Regions from separate parts of the Anas platyrhynchos genome. Here region 2 is linked to region 1. A link is a contact called in public Hi-C data. All regions are on one chromosome and are shown on one strand. Each heading gives the region's core, a stretch centred on a gene start, on an enhancer-like site or on the middle of the called end of the contact. The rest is flanking DNA. Distances are from core to core; before and after follow the strand shown.

What was found. A called contact is a pair of places that touch in the nucleus more often than the background predicts.
Region 2: a Hi-C map of F1 follicle shows a contact between it and region 1, with 2.7 times the contacts expected there. The contact joins two enhancer-like sites. A contact is called at or near these places in 4 of 8 Hi-C or Micro-C datasets (F1 follicle, liver, skeletal muscle and 1 more).

What each region holds. Positions count from the first base shown.
Region 1 is chr1:16,358,030-16,363,811 of IASCAAS_PekinDuck_T2T, forward strand. No RefSeq gene overlaps it. Among named protein-coding and RNA genes, the nearest start is that of CELSR1, 16 kb to the left of the region's middle. Within about 2 kb of position 3,587, at least 4 of the 8 cell types and tissues checked have an H3K27ac peak or open chromatin away from gene starts, as enhancers often do. A contact at or near this core is called in F1 follicle, where this site is marked.
Region 2 is chr1:16,434,422-16,440,203 of IASCAAS_PekinDuck_T2T, forward strand. It overlaps GRAMD4 (GRAM domain containing 4), which reads left to right. Exons shown (of 21, transcript XM_027458742.3): 5 at 4,330-4,391. Among named protein-coding and RNA genes, the nearest start is that of GRAMD4, 54 kb to the left of the region's middle. Within about 2 kb of position 3,545, at least 1 of the 8 cell types and tissues checked has an H3K27ac peak or open chromatin away from gene starts, as enhancers often do. A contact at or near this core is called in F1 follicle, where this site is marked.

The DNA.
Region 1 (5,782 bases), core at 2,337-4,836:
GAAAAGCTCAAAGGTATTAAATACAGAATATGCAGTACATATGAATTACTGTATGAAATACAGTATCTATATTCTGGTCATGGTCTTTCAAGGGGTTTGCAGGGGCTGCTTATAAGGAGGAGAAACGTTTTTAAAAGCCTAAATTGTTTGACTACCGAGGACAAAATTTAGACAAATCTCTGTGCATATACTCTATGCAGGAACAGCACCAATCCTGACTTTCAAAGTCTTAAATCTATTCTTGATTTAATGTATCACCTGTAACTATTATTATTTGCATTGCAGCTGCCCAACAGAGCCCTTGGTGTGGATGAGGACCCCAGTACTCTGCAGGCTCTGCTATGAACTCAACCAGACTGTCCATAGTCCATGTCTGTCTTGGAAAGAGCAGGGTGGTAGATGTTCGGCTAGTAGCTCTCCCCAAAGACTCTTCCCCTCCCAAAAGCAAGCAAAACAAAACCAAAAACCTTTGAATGTACTTCTGTGTAGAGGTGGTTGGAAGCCTTGAAAGTCTACTAAAACTGCAGCCGAAGTACATCGGCATTTCAATTTACTGAAACTGGTGGATATTTAAATTTGTTTCAGATGTCACAGGAGTTTGAACTTAGAAGAACTGTATGGAGAAGAGTGAAGCAATATGCCTGCTGGTCTCCTGAAATATATCTGAGGACTAGAATCTGATGTATGCAGACTGATTTCCCTGCCTCCCTTCACAGCTCTGCTGAGGCTCGGAGGAAGCCACTCGGGCGGCTGCTGATGCTGAGGGAGGTTTGGGATGTCTGCCCCCAGCAGGTTTTTGCTTTCAGCTGCTGCCCTGGTGCCCAGGGAGGACAAATTTGCCTGCTCTTAGCACAAGTGTGTGCAGAACTTTGATGGTCATGGAGGAGATGGGGAGTTACTGTAAAGTATTCACCTCACCTGATTTATTTACTGTTTTTCAAACTACAGTGGGATAGGTTTTGGCTGTAAGTGCCATGAAACCTGAAAAGGAGGGTCGAAACTTCTTTTTATTTATTTACTTTTGCCTGATTGCTAAATGGGGAAAAGCCAGAGAAGAGCTCTGAGAGCCAGCAGTGAGTCAGCAATGCCAGTAGGGTGTGTTGGGAAGATTGGGTTTCAGCTCCTTGCCCTTCCCAGCCTGTCTCCAAAGAGCAGCCTTCTGTAGTCTTAGTTGTGATTGAATATTTAACTGTGTGAAAATGGTAGCCTGCACCTATCATATCCCCGTGATGAGGACACTGCTTCAGACCTAGGATAGTGGTGCAGGCCAAGGCTTGGGTGAAGATCTGGGGCCCAGCAGCCATGTGAATGGAGCAGTTCCTGACCTTTCTTGTAATGAAAACATGATGGGCAGAAGGACAGGGTGTTATTCTGCAGCTCCAAGCATGGCTTTACCTTCTCCTGGTGGAGTTTCACAGCAGACAGCAGCTACAGCCCCCTTCCCTCCTCTCTGCCTGACTTCTGAGTGACTCACCCAAGCCCCACAGCATCCCAAAATGCTTCAGTGACCAGAAATACCAAATTACTTCCCTGCTTCATCTGAGCCATGAGGCATTCACCTTCTAAAAGGCAAACGAACATGAATGACGGTGATGTCTTAAGTGTGCCCAGCTTCCTTGCCAGTACATAGAAATAAAGTGCGTGCTCTCACATTACAAGGCTGTGAAGTCCAGCCCCAAAATTCAGCGTGGATTTCACCTGTGTCAGCTTCTGTTTGCTCCAAGAGCAGGTGGTGTTGAAGCTGTCAGAGTGACAGGGGAGGAAAGCTGGAGCAACCTGGGCTGTCCTCCCTTTAGTGTCAGGAGGCCTGATGAAGACCTAAAATAACCCCCCACCTGCCTGTATCTCTGCACGGGTTTGTCAGCATCAAGGCGTTTTTAAGACATCTGCAAAGGGGAGAAATGGAGCTCCCACCTTCAAGGTGACTGTGCTGAGTGAAACCAGCACCTGCCCTGCAGCTGGATAAAATCTGTCCTGCCTGGAAACATTTCATGCTCTACTTCATTTCCCCCCCTCAGGTGGCTTTGCCTTGCTCATGGTGGGATTTAGAAATGAGTGCTGTGTTTTCCTTTTTGCAAGAAGGCTTCCTGCAGGGAAGCAAGGCACTCCTGTGTGGTATGCAAGTGATGAAGAGCAGAGCCGTGGGCATTGTCTTCTCCAGAGGCTCTCCGCTGCCAGGAGACTGCACCTGGGGTGTAGTTTACTTCGTCCCAGTGAAGGTCAGCAGGCTTACACCACCAAAATTCCTCCTTACCCCATGGCCCATACAGGCAAAGTGGAGTAAAGCCAAGTGAAGTGTCTCCAGAGGAGCTGGGTTTCTGCAGCTGCCAGCGTGTGTCAGGGCTGCAGCCTCCTCTGTTACGGGGCCAGGATGAGTACCTGTGCTTTGAGGGGCTTTGAGACAGATAAAAATCTCGTTGCTTGAAGTTAAATCTGCTTCTGGGGGCAAACAGATTGTTAGGGAAGAAATGGTTGAAGCCACCTGCAGTGGGGAGCAGAAGTAAATGAGAAGGTTAAGGGACACATTGCGGGAAAGATTTTGAACCTGAAACCCAGCACTTGGCTGGAAAAGCTGGAAAGATGTGGGGGACAAGGTAGGACATAAGCAGATGTTGTCAGATGTGGTTTTATGCTGACAAAGCAGGCTGCAACCAGGGGTGCCATGTGCATGTCTACCAAGCAGTGGAGACTTGCTTCCTGCTAGCTGGATCCTGCTGCTGTTGCAGGATCATATAGGAACATAACATATATGAACAGAGGTCATAGACAACACTCTGCAGAGCCAGTTTTGCTTAGAAAACTGCTGTCTTCTGTGCAGAGCAGAGCAGCTATCGTGCATAAATCCTGACTGTGCACATCACCCACAAATGGCCGCACATGGTGGTGCCACAGCAGCCTCGCACCACAAGCCCCGTGCTCGTGCTGCACCTCACCGACAGGGCACCACCGGGACTGCTGAAGAAGGAACAGATTGCAAAGTGTCTGTAAGCAGGCCAGATCTGTGGAGCCAGGGACAGGCATTTGTCTTCTGGGTCCCTGGTGTCCAGCAGTGTCCCGCAGAGCCCTCCTGAGCGCTTCTCCTTGCTCTTCTGCCAGCCTGTCCTTGCACTTGTGGGTGAGCGCTCTGGCACAGAAACTGTTTTCTTTGCTGTAGAGACCTGCTCTCGTTTGAATTATTTTAGCACCGCAGAAATAAAAATAAAATAATTGGGATGGGTGACATTCTTCTCGGTTTTATTTCATCACCGACACAAGTTGGCTGCATTTCAACGATCTGATTTATACTGAATAGCTCCCTGCTGTACCCACAGCTTATCTTTATCTGCAAGAATGAAAATAACCGTCAGCAGCAGGCTTAGGGCAGCTCGTGTAGCAGCTGCTGGAAGTAGCTCTCTGTGTGTGTTGTCCTTCAGGGTCAGGGCTTTGGATCGGATTCCAGGTGAGGGTATTTGCTGTGCCCAAGGCTTTTTTCTCTGTGGGTGCCCTAGTGACTCAGCTCGTCAGCATGGCCTGGGCACTGTCTCAGTTCAGGGTCCAAAGCCCAGATGAGATCGCAGCCATTTCTGCGAGGACCAGGTACTGCCATCTTTGGTTTTGTGACTCATCACCTCGTGGGGGATGCTTAGCTGGCTGACTTGAAGGAGAGATCAGAGTCTAGGCAGATGAAAAATGATTTTTTCCATCTTGCTAAAAATAAGTTGGATTCTTAGTGAAATCCCACTTAATTATAACCCAAGGAGCTAAGCAGGATCTTACACCAGAGCTTCCTGAGTACAGCTGCTGGGCCTCTAACAAAGAACACAGGGTATAACGCAGTATGGCGTGGATAACACTGCACATCCACATCTTAAATCTCAGTTGGGAGTGCTCGGTCACAGAGCTAGGAAGGTGCTAGTAAAGAATAAAAGTGGTCCTGCACAGTGAAACACAACCTGACACGTCCTGTGCCATGAAATCCCACAAGTGATCAGGGATGTCAGCTCAGCCACATGTCTTCTGATAAATCTTTCATAATTCCCTGGCAAACCTCATACCTTGCTGACTCTAGGGGGCTGGGAGGACTGTCTGATATTGCAGCTACCTCTCCTGGGTCAGTCCTCATCTGACAAGTGCAGGAACGCCACATAACCGGGATGTGGAATGGACGCTGTTCTCGGTGTTAAGGTAGCACCAAGGGATTCCCTTTTAAACTGCCTGCAGGGACGGGCAAAAGACCTTCTGTAAAGGTTAATAATAACAACAACAACAGATGCTGCTATTACTAGCGCTTGGATCTTCAGACCTAGCTAAGGACAGGTCTGCTGTCTTGAATCCGGAATGAGAAGTGGGGTTTGGATTTCCACCGGTGTGCAGGCACTTAGCTGTGCTAGAGATGTGTGTGAGATTGAAGTGACACCTCATTTCCAAGGAGTCCTCCTCCTCTCCCAGACTGACCCCTTGTATAAAAATATTAGAAGGGACATGGAAGTCCTCCTGATGCTGAGCCTGGAGGTGAAGGCAACCACAGGGAAATGGACTTCTGCTCCAGGTCACTTGTACCTTTTTCATTAAGCATATAAGGGAAACAGTATTTAGGTATTGATCTGCTGTTTCTTACTTTGGAAATGCTTCTTCTTTCATATATTTTCCCTATTTTTTTTTCCAAACAGTGTCACAACATCAGCAGGAAGGGTAGCTTGGGAGCTTGGGATACCCTGACCTGGGGTCAGGAAGTGGATGGCTATAGTCAGCAGTTCGTGTGCTCCTCCTAATCACTGGTGGTTTTGTTTCAAGCCTCCTTTCTCTCTCCTGTAAACAGAGGAAGGAAAGAAATCAGGGTTTTTGTTTTCTGAGCTATAGGACTAGGAGAACAGGGGCTCAGTCCTCTTGCTTTTCCTAAAACAACTTGCCAGAGACACCACAGGCATATATATCAGTCCAGCGTTGTTCAGCCCTGCATAGGCACGGAAGCTTTGGCATACTTGTGCCTGGAAGCAAAGCTGTAGGTACTTTTGTTGACCAGATTTTTTCAGGTCATCTCCAGATGACCCCAGTGTTGCCCCCTCAGGCCTTGGCAGGCGTGTGGCTGGGTGTCAAAGTTGGCCACAGCCAGAATGGGTCCTGGGATCCTGAGGAAAATGTGACAAATGTGATCCAAAAGGTAAATTGCAAAATAAAATAAAATTAAATTAACAAAATTGAGTATTGCTTTCTGAACAGTCCAAACTAATTATTCATTTGTGTGATGGGGGCAGGTATGGCATGAATTTCTGTTCAGCCTCTACCTGGTGTAGGATCCCGGCCAGGTGTGGGGAAGCTGCAGGGGATCCTGAGGATGCTGCAAACCACTCTGTGGCTGATGGGGTGGGATAGGATCTCCTCCTGCTGCTCCCTTGCAACTAGTTAACTCTGCCATAAAGCAGAGAGCTCCCCTTGCTTACAAACTTGCATGTATTTAGCCTTTTGTCATTAAAATTCTCCTTGCCATACACACTCCTAATCCCTTTAAAATACAGCCGAGCCCTCGGTTGCTGTGATACCCCGTGGCATGGGGGACCCTGTGTTCCTTCTTCACAGGGTGCAGCTGCTTGTGGGGAACTTTCCCTGCTGCTGTTATCCATCATCCCACACAAAAATGTGGAGTAACCCAAGTGGTGATTCGCTTCTGCTGGCTCTGAATGAGAAATTGGTGCTGACGGTGTCCTGTGAGGCCTAGTGTCTGCACATAAGGGTTATTAAACACCAGGAATGGCAGGCGTGTGAGGAGCGGTGGATTCGGGGGGCTGTAAAGGTTTTTGTCCCC
Region 2 (5,782 bases), core at 2,295-4,794, 76 kb after region 1:
TGCTGCTTTATTTTACAAATTGTGAGCCAGCTCCATCACGCAGTTTGAAAAAAAAATAATAATAAAAAAAAAAAAGTATTGTAATAACACCTACCAACATGCTGTGGCTGGTACAAACCTTTTAGTAGTATCATTGCGAGCTATTTTTAAGGAAGAATAGACAGTGCTCCTGCACAAGCCGCTCTTTCTTCTGTACCACTTATTTTTGTTGCCTCTTCCTGGCCTTTTGCTAAAAGGCATCATCTTCCACACACGCAATGCTTTGGGTATAGCTGACTTTGTCACTTGAGAAGATGCTTCAGATGGCAATGGAGATTCCTCTGGAGCCTGGAGACGCTCCCTGCTGGAAGGATACCTGTCAGCCTGGGACTCCACACAGGTAGAAAGAAGCTGAGTCCTGGGTCAAAAGTTTGGCTGCCGTGCCGCCCTGGGATTGCTAACATACTTGAATGCTGACAAACCCAGTTGGCTGAACTGTGTGTGTCTTTATTTTTAACTTAGCAGCCTGTCACCAAATCTGCTTGTGAAGTACCTCCTGTCAAGAGTGCTTTTTTTTTTTTTTTTTTTTTTTTTTTTTTTTTTACCTCTGGCCACAAACATTTAGATCTTGTACAGCTTTGGGCTGATGACATTTCTTCTGAAAGCCTGTCTTTTGTTTCTGACACTCCAAATGCAGGACAATAGCCATGTAAAGTGTGGGAATATCTGTGAGGACGACAAAAGCTTCTGATATGTTTGGTTTATTTTAATGGGAAGGAGATGAAAAATGTAAAAATACTTTAACTCAGTTTTGTGACAACTCCTCAGGTTAAGGAGCCATGTGTACCTGAGCGAGTTGTGTTTAAACTAGGTTGTGAAAATACCTCCTTCATGTTTTATTTTTACATTTCTGAGAGCGTGCTCGTCTTGCAAATGTGTATGCGTCCGTGTTACTCTGAGCAGTAACAGTTACACAGATAAAACAGACTTGACTGGCTTCCACAAAAGCTGTCTGAAGAATGATGATGGGTTGCTTGGGAGCTCAGTACTTGGAGCTGGTCTGTAGGAAAATTGCTCTGAACATGGCTGAGAACAGCTCGATAGCTGTTGTGCAATGGGCAAGGTCTTCATGTAACTGTTGGAGAGATTCTTTTGGTTCACATACTGTTCAGCTCACAGCTGTAGTCAAGGCTAAAGATGCACTAACCCAAAATATTTAGTGAAGATAAACGGCCAGCAGTTCAGTGTCAAGGCTGTCTTAACTTTTGGGTCATATTTGCACCTACAAAAATAACACTTGGGCATCGTTCTGGATGTTTCTGTGGGGCAGCATTGAGTTGTGAGCCTCATTGATGTGTACTTGTCATTTTTGAACGTTATACTTGTATCAGTCATGAATAGCTCTAACATTTTGAGCCAGCAGTGTGCCCTGGTGGCCAAGAAGGGATCCTGGCGTGCATTAAAAGGAGTGTGGCCAGCAGGTCAAGGAAGGTGATCCTCCCCCTCTGCTCTGCCCTGGTCAGGCCTCACCTGGAGTACTGTGTCCAGTTCTGGGCTCCCTGGTACAAAAGAGACAGGGATCTCCTGGAAAGAGTCCAGCGGAGGGCCACAAAGATGATACGGGGCCTGAAGCATCTCCCCTATGAGGAAAGGCTGAGAGACCTGGGTCTGTTCAGCCTTGAGAAGACTGAGAAGGGATCTCATCAATGTTTATAAACACCTTAAGTGTGGGAGACAGAGGGATTTGGCCAACCTCTTTTCAGTGGTTTGTGGGGACAGGACAAGGGGCAATGGCCACAAAATGGAGCCCAGGAAGTTCCACACCAACATGCGAAAAGAACTTCTTCATGGTGAGGGTGATGGAGCACTGGGACAGGCTGCCCAGGGGGTTGTGGAGTCTCCTTCTCTGGAGATATTCAAGGCCCATCTGGATGCCTACCTGGGCAGCCTGCTGTAGAGAACCTGCTTTGGCAGGGGGGGCTGGACCTGATGATCTCTGGAGGTCCCATCCAACCCTACAGTTCTGTGATCCTGTAATTCTGGGGATGGCTTGTGTTTTCTAGCCTCCTAACTGATCTCTGGCATGAAGAGTGGTTCAGAAACTATAGGAATGATAATTCCTACCCTCTGTCAAAGGTCTTCCAGTAGTGGCTGATTTGACCTGGTTTTAGGATTGTGCAAGCCTAAAGAATGAATTTGGAGCTTCCTGGCCCAGATCTGTCTGAGGTGGCTAATTATAACCTGATTCACAGGTGCAGTAATGAGCTATCATTAACCTGATGATTCGTAAAGGTCAGATTCTTCGTGGGGAAAGAGTAACAGGCAGATGGTGGGTAAGACATTGCCAAAAAAACAACCAAACAAACAAAAACCAACACCATGAGTGGCCAAGGCCAAACCTTCACGTGCCACTGAGGGAGCCCAGTCAGGCTGGTATTCATGACTGCTTTTGGCTGAGATTTTTCTTGATTTTTTTCCAAGAAACGTAGGGAGTAATGACGCTGAGCTGCTTCTGAAAATACACCCCAGCGTGTGAAAGGAAGGCCCAGCCTGGAGGCTCTGACGGGTGGTGGCTGTGGGATCCCATCTTGGCTCTGTCATCAGAGCCGTTCAGGTGTGACATCCCCTCAGCGTGCTTGCACAACGGGAGCAGGTCGAGTAACTGCCTCCTGCCTGTGAATGACTACATCCTCGCTGCCAAAACGTGTCTTTAATGAGAGACGGTGGCAGTGACAGATTGTGACTAAAAATGTCCCACCTGTATGGTGTAACCGTTTGATGTGCTGGAAGGAGTGTGATCCAGGAAGACAAGCCACTGCTGTATAGCAGTCTGTGCAAAGTTGGCGGCAGAGAAGCCCAAATGAAAGTTTAGTTAGAAAAAAATTAACTAATAGAATTCAGGTGGCTTTTGACAAGATTCAAGAGTTGCTGCAAATACAGGAGCAACGTGGAAAAATCTTGCAGAGGAGTTGAAAACAGGTGAAAAGCAGAAGCCATTGAAGTTGGCTACTCACCCTGATAGTTGTCCAATTATAGCTATAAATCAATAAATTATTTCTAAATGCTCCTTTTAGAAATAAACAGGAATGTGGAAAGTTCATTAAATATGGGGAGTGCTAAGGGAAGAAGGGAGGCAATTAGTCCTGTGGTTTTTCCATCTTACTCGTTCAGAGTGCATGAATTCAGAGTGGCCTTTTCCATACACAGAGAATACTGTGAGATCTTTTCCTCCTGTACTTCGTGGAGGGACAGAGAGATGCCTATAAATCCATTTACATATTCTGTAATCTGCCCAGTGCAGTGGGATCCCTCCTCCTGCTCTCCATTTGCTGACCTGCGTCCCACTTGGTTCCCTTCCTGAGGACTGAAAGATGAAGGGAATATTTGAAAGCACCTACATGGTCTGCTATATAAGTGATATTGAAATTATGCAACGAGCATGTTTTTAAGTTCAAGTAGTAAACTTTTCCATCATACAACTGCGTCAAGTAAAGCTTGCTGCAGCTGGTGTTGTCAAAGCTGCTGCTTCATTAGAGAAATCTTGCTGTAGCATATCTTCATGGATGGCTCAAGGCTTTTGGACTGATGCCTGAAGTGTTATCAAGCCACTTTAGCAGTTGGAGGCTATGGATACTGCAAATGTAATTTGAAGCCTTGCACATGTGCAGAATGGCCAAGGCATTCGTATTTTCCATGATCTGCTTACTTGTAATAAATGTGAGTATTGTTCTTAACCTGTTTGAAAGATGTGACCAGTGGTGCCTGGTTCTTGCCATGTATTTTTATCACATTGTTGTCTCTGATTTTCACACCGTTATTTAAATTCTGCATTTTAAAAAAGATATTTTCATCTTGGGTTGGTATCTTTGCACTTCAAGAGCTTACGACATAACATTTGAACATAATTCTTGACATCTGCTCTTCTCACTGTGAAGATGAGTGGAGTTGATTGCAATAACGGTGGCAGAATTCAGGGTTCATGAATTAAGCTGATTTTATTTTAGCTCTGTGGTTATCAACTTGCAATATGGAATCCCTTTTCATTTATTACTGTGGGAAAAGTCAGGGCTCTGAAGAGTTTTCCTGGCAGGCATTGCAATGAATCTATGATGCAAAACCAGAAGTAACGCAAGAAAATTGATACTAAAATATTCAGTAGCTGGAAGATCAGGCTGAGCTGTTGGTGACACAAAATGGCTAAAACGCACTTTGCCTTACACAATGGTCTTTCTCTGGATCCTAAGTGCAGTGTACAGTGAACATTTTGAATCCTGAAATAGGGCATACACTTGGTTTTCTCTTAAAATTCTGAACTTGTAGCATTTCACATTGTTTCTGTTTTCTTTGTAGAGCTGAAGAGGTGCCTGCAACACAGCAAGCTGCAAAGCCACAGACACAAGCCAATGGAACAGGTAATCTTGGTCAAATCTGTACGAGCAGTTTGATGCAGTCAGATCTTTTTTTTTCACCTCTTTCTTTTGAAGCTGTTCCAGAAAATCAAACGTTGCGGAAGAACTTGCTGGGTCCTGAAGGAGACTTCTGAAGAAGCCAAGTATGAAGGAGCATTTGAGCAGTTTCTTACCTCTGTATATGATTCTGCTTTTACTCTTTGTTGATGATTTTGTATGTCTGAGCAAGGAAACTATTTTATACTACAAGCCCTTCAGGAATGTAATGAACTGTTGTTGTCTGACTTTATTATTCTTGCACACCTAGCTGATCCTCAACTAATCAGAACACAGCTGTAATATATAGGAAAGATGTCCTGTTTCATTCTCAACTGCAAAATCTCTTTTATGCCATTAATGGTAGTACTTCTCTTTCCTAAAAGAAAGGACATTCTGTAGAGGGAATAAGCTTAAGTGAATTACTAATTTCATTTTAATTTCTCAAGCAGCTGCTCATTATAAATAGAATAATATCTGAAAAAAACTAAGGTAACAGGCAGGTTCTCAATCTTTCAGAGCACTTGAGTTTTCTTCCCACACCTCTTGATTAAGAGTACTGTGAGAAATCTCTCAATAATTTTCTCAGACGGGGTCTTCTGTGAAGCTAATTTATTTGCAGTTGCAATGGCAGCTGTCCTGCAAGCAGGAGCACACAGCAAAAGTATATCATAACCTTATATTCCCTATTACCTGACGCCCAATTCCTCACCTTTTTCCTTATTGGTTGAGTACTACAGGTTCACAACCTACTTGATGCTTTTACAATACCACATACGTACAATTTTATTTGATGAATCTTTCATTTCTCCTTTCCCCGCCTTTTTTTCCTTCTCTTGTGACTAGAGGGCCTGTTATTCTTGTTTTTACTGTTTTCACGCTGCTCATCATGTTATTCTTAGCCACCCTCCCTATTTTGGAACAGTGGGATCTTCCACTGTCCCCTTAGACTTTTAAGTCTCTGGATTGAATGAAGGGTTTGAAATTGTTCCTCCTGTACTTCTGTAATGTCAGTTCTGTCTTTCTTTGTGAACTACAGCTTGTCATTTTTACCTGTCATGCTGTATGCTCAAAATTTTGTTCTCTGTACTACCTCAAGTATTATTAGCATTTTATTTCACATGTAAGCTTTTTCTCAGCTGTGAACTGGCATTGAAGTCCTTGGTTTTCTTAGTTCACTGTCACACATTAATACATATTTTAATCCTGTTTTCTGAGGCCTGGTTGTTTTTTCTTATGCTTTTATATGCTTTTTCTTACCCTTTCTGTATACCTAGAAAGGGTAGTTTTGGCAGCCGTAGTTGGCTGATCAGTCTTTCATGCCTCTGATTAATCACATGTTAATTTTATGGAGTTCT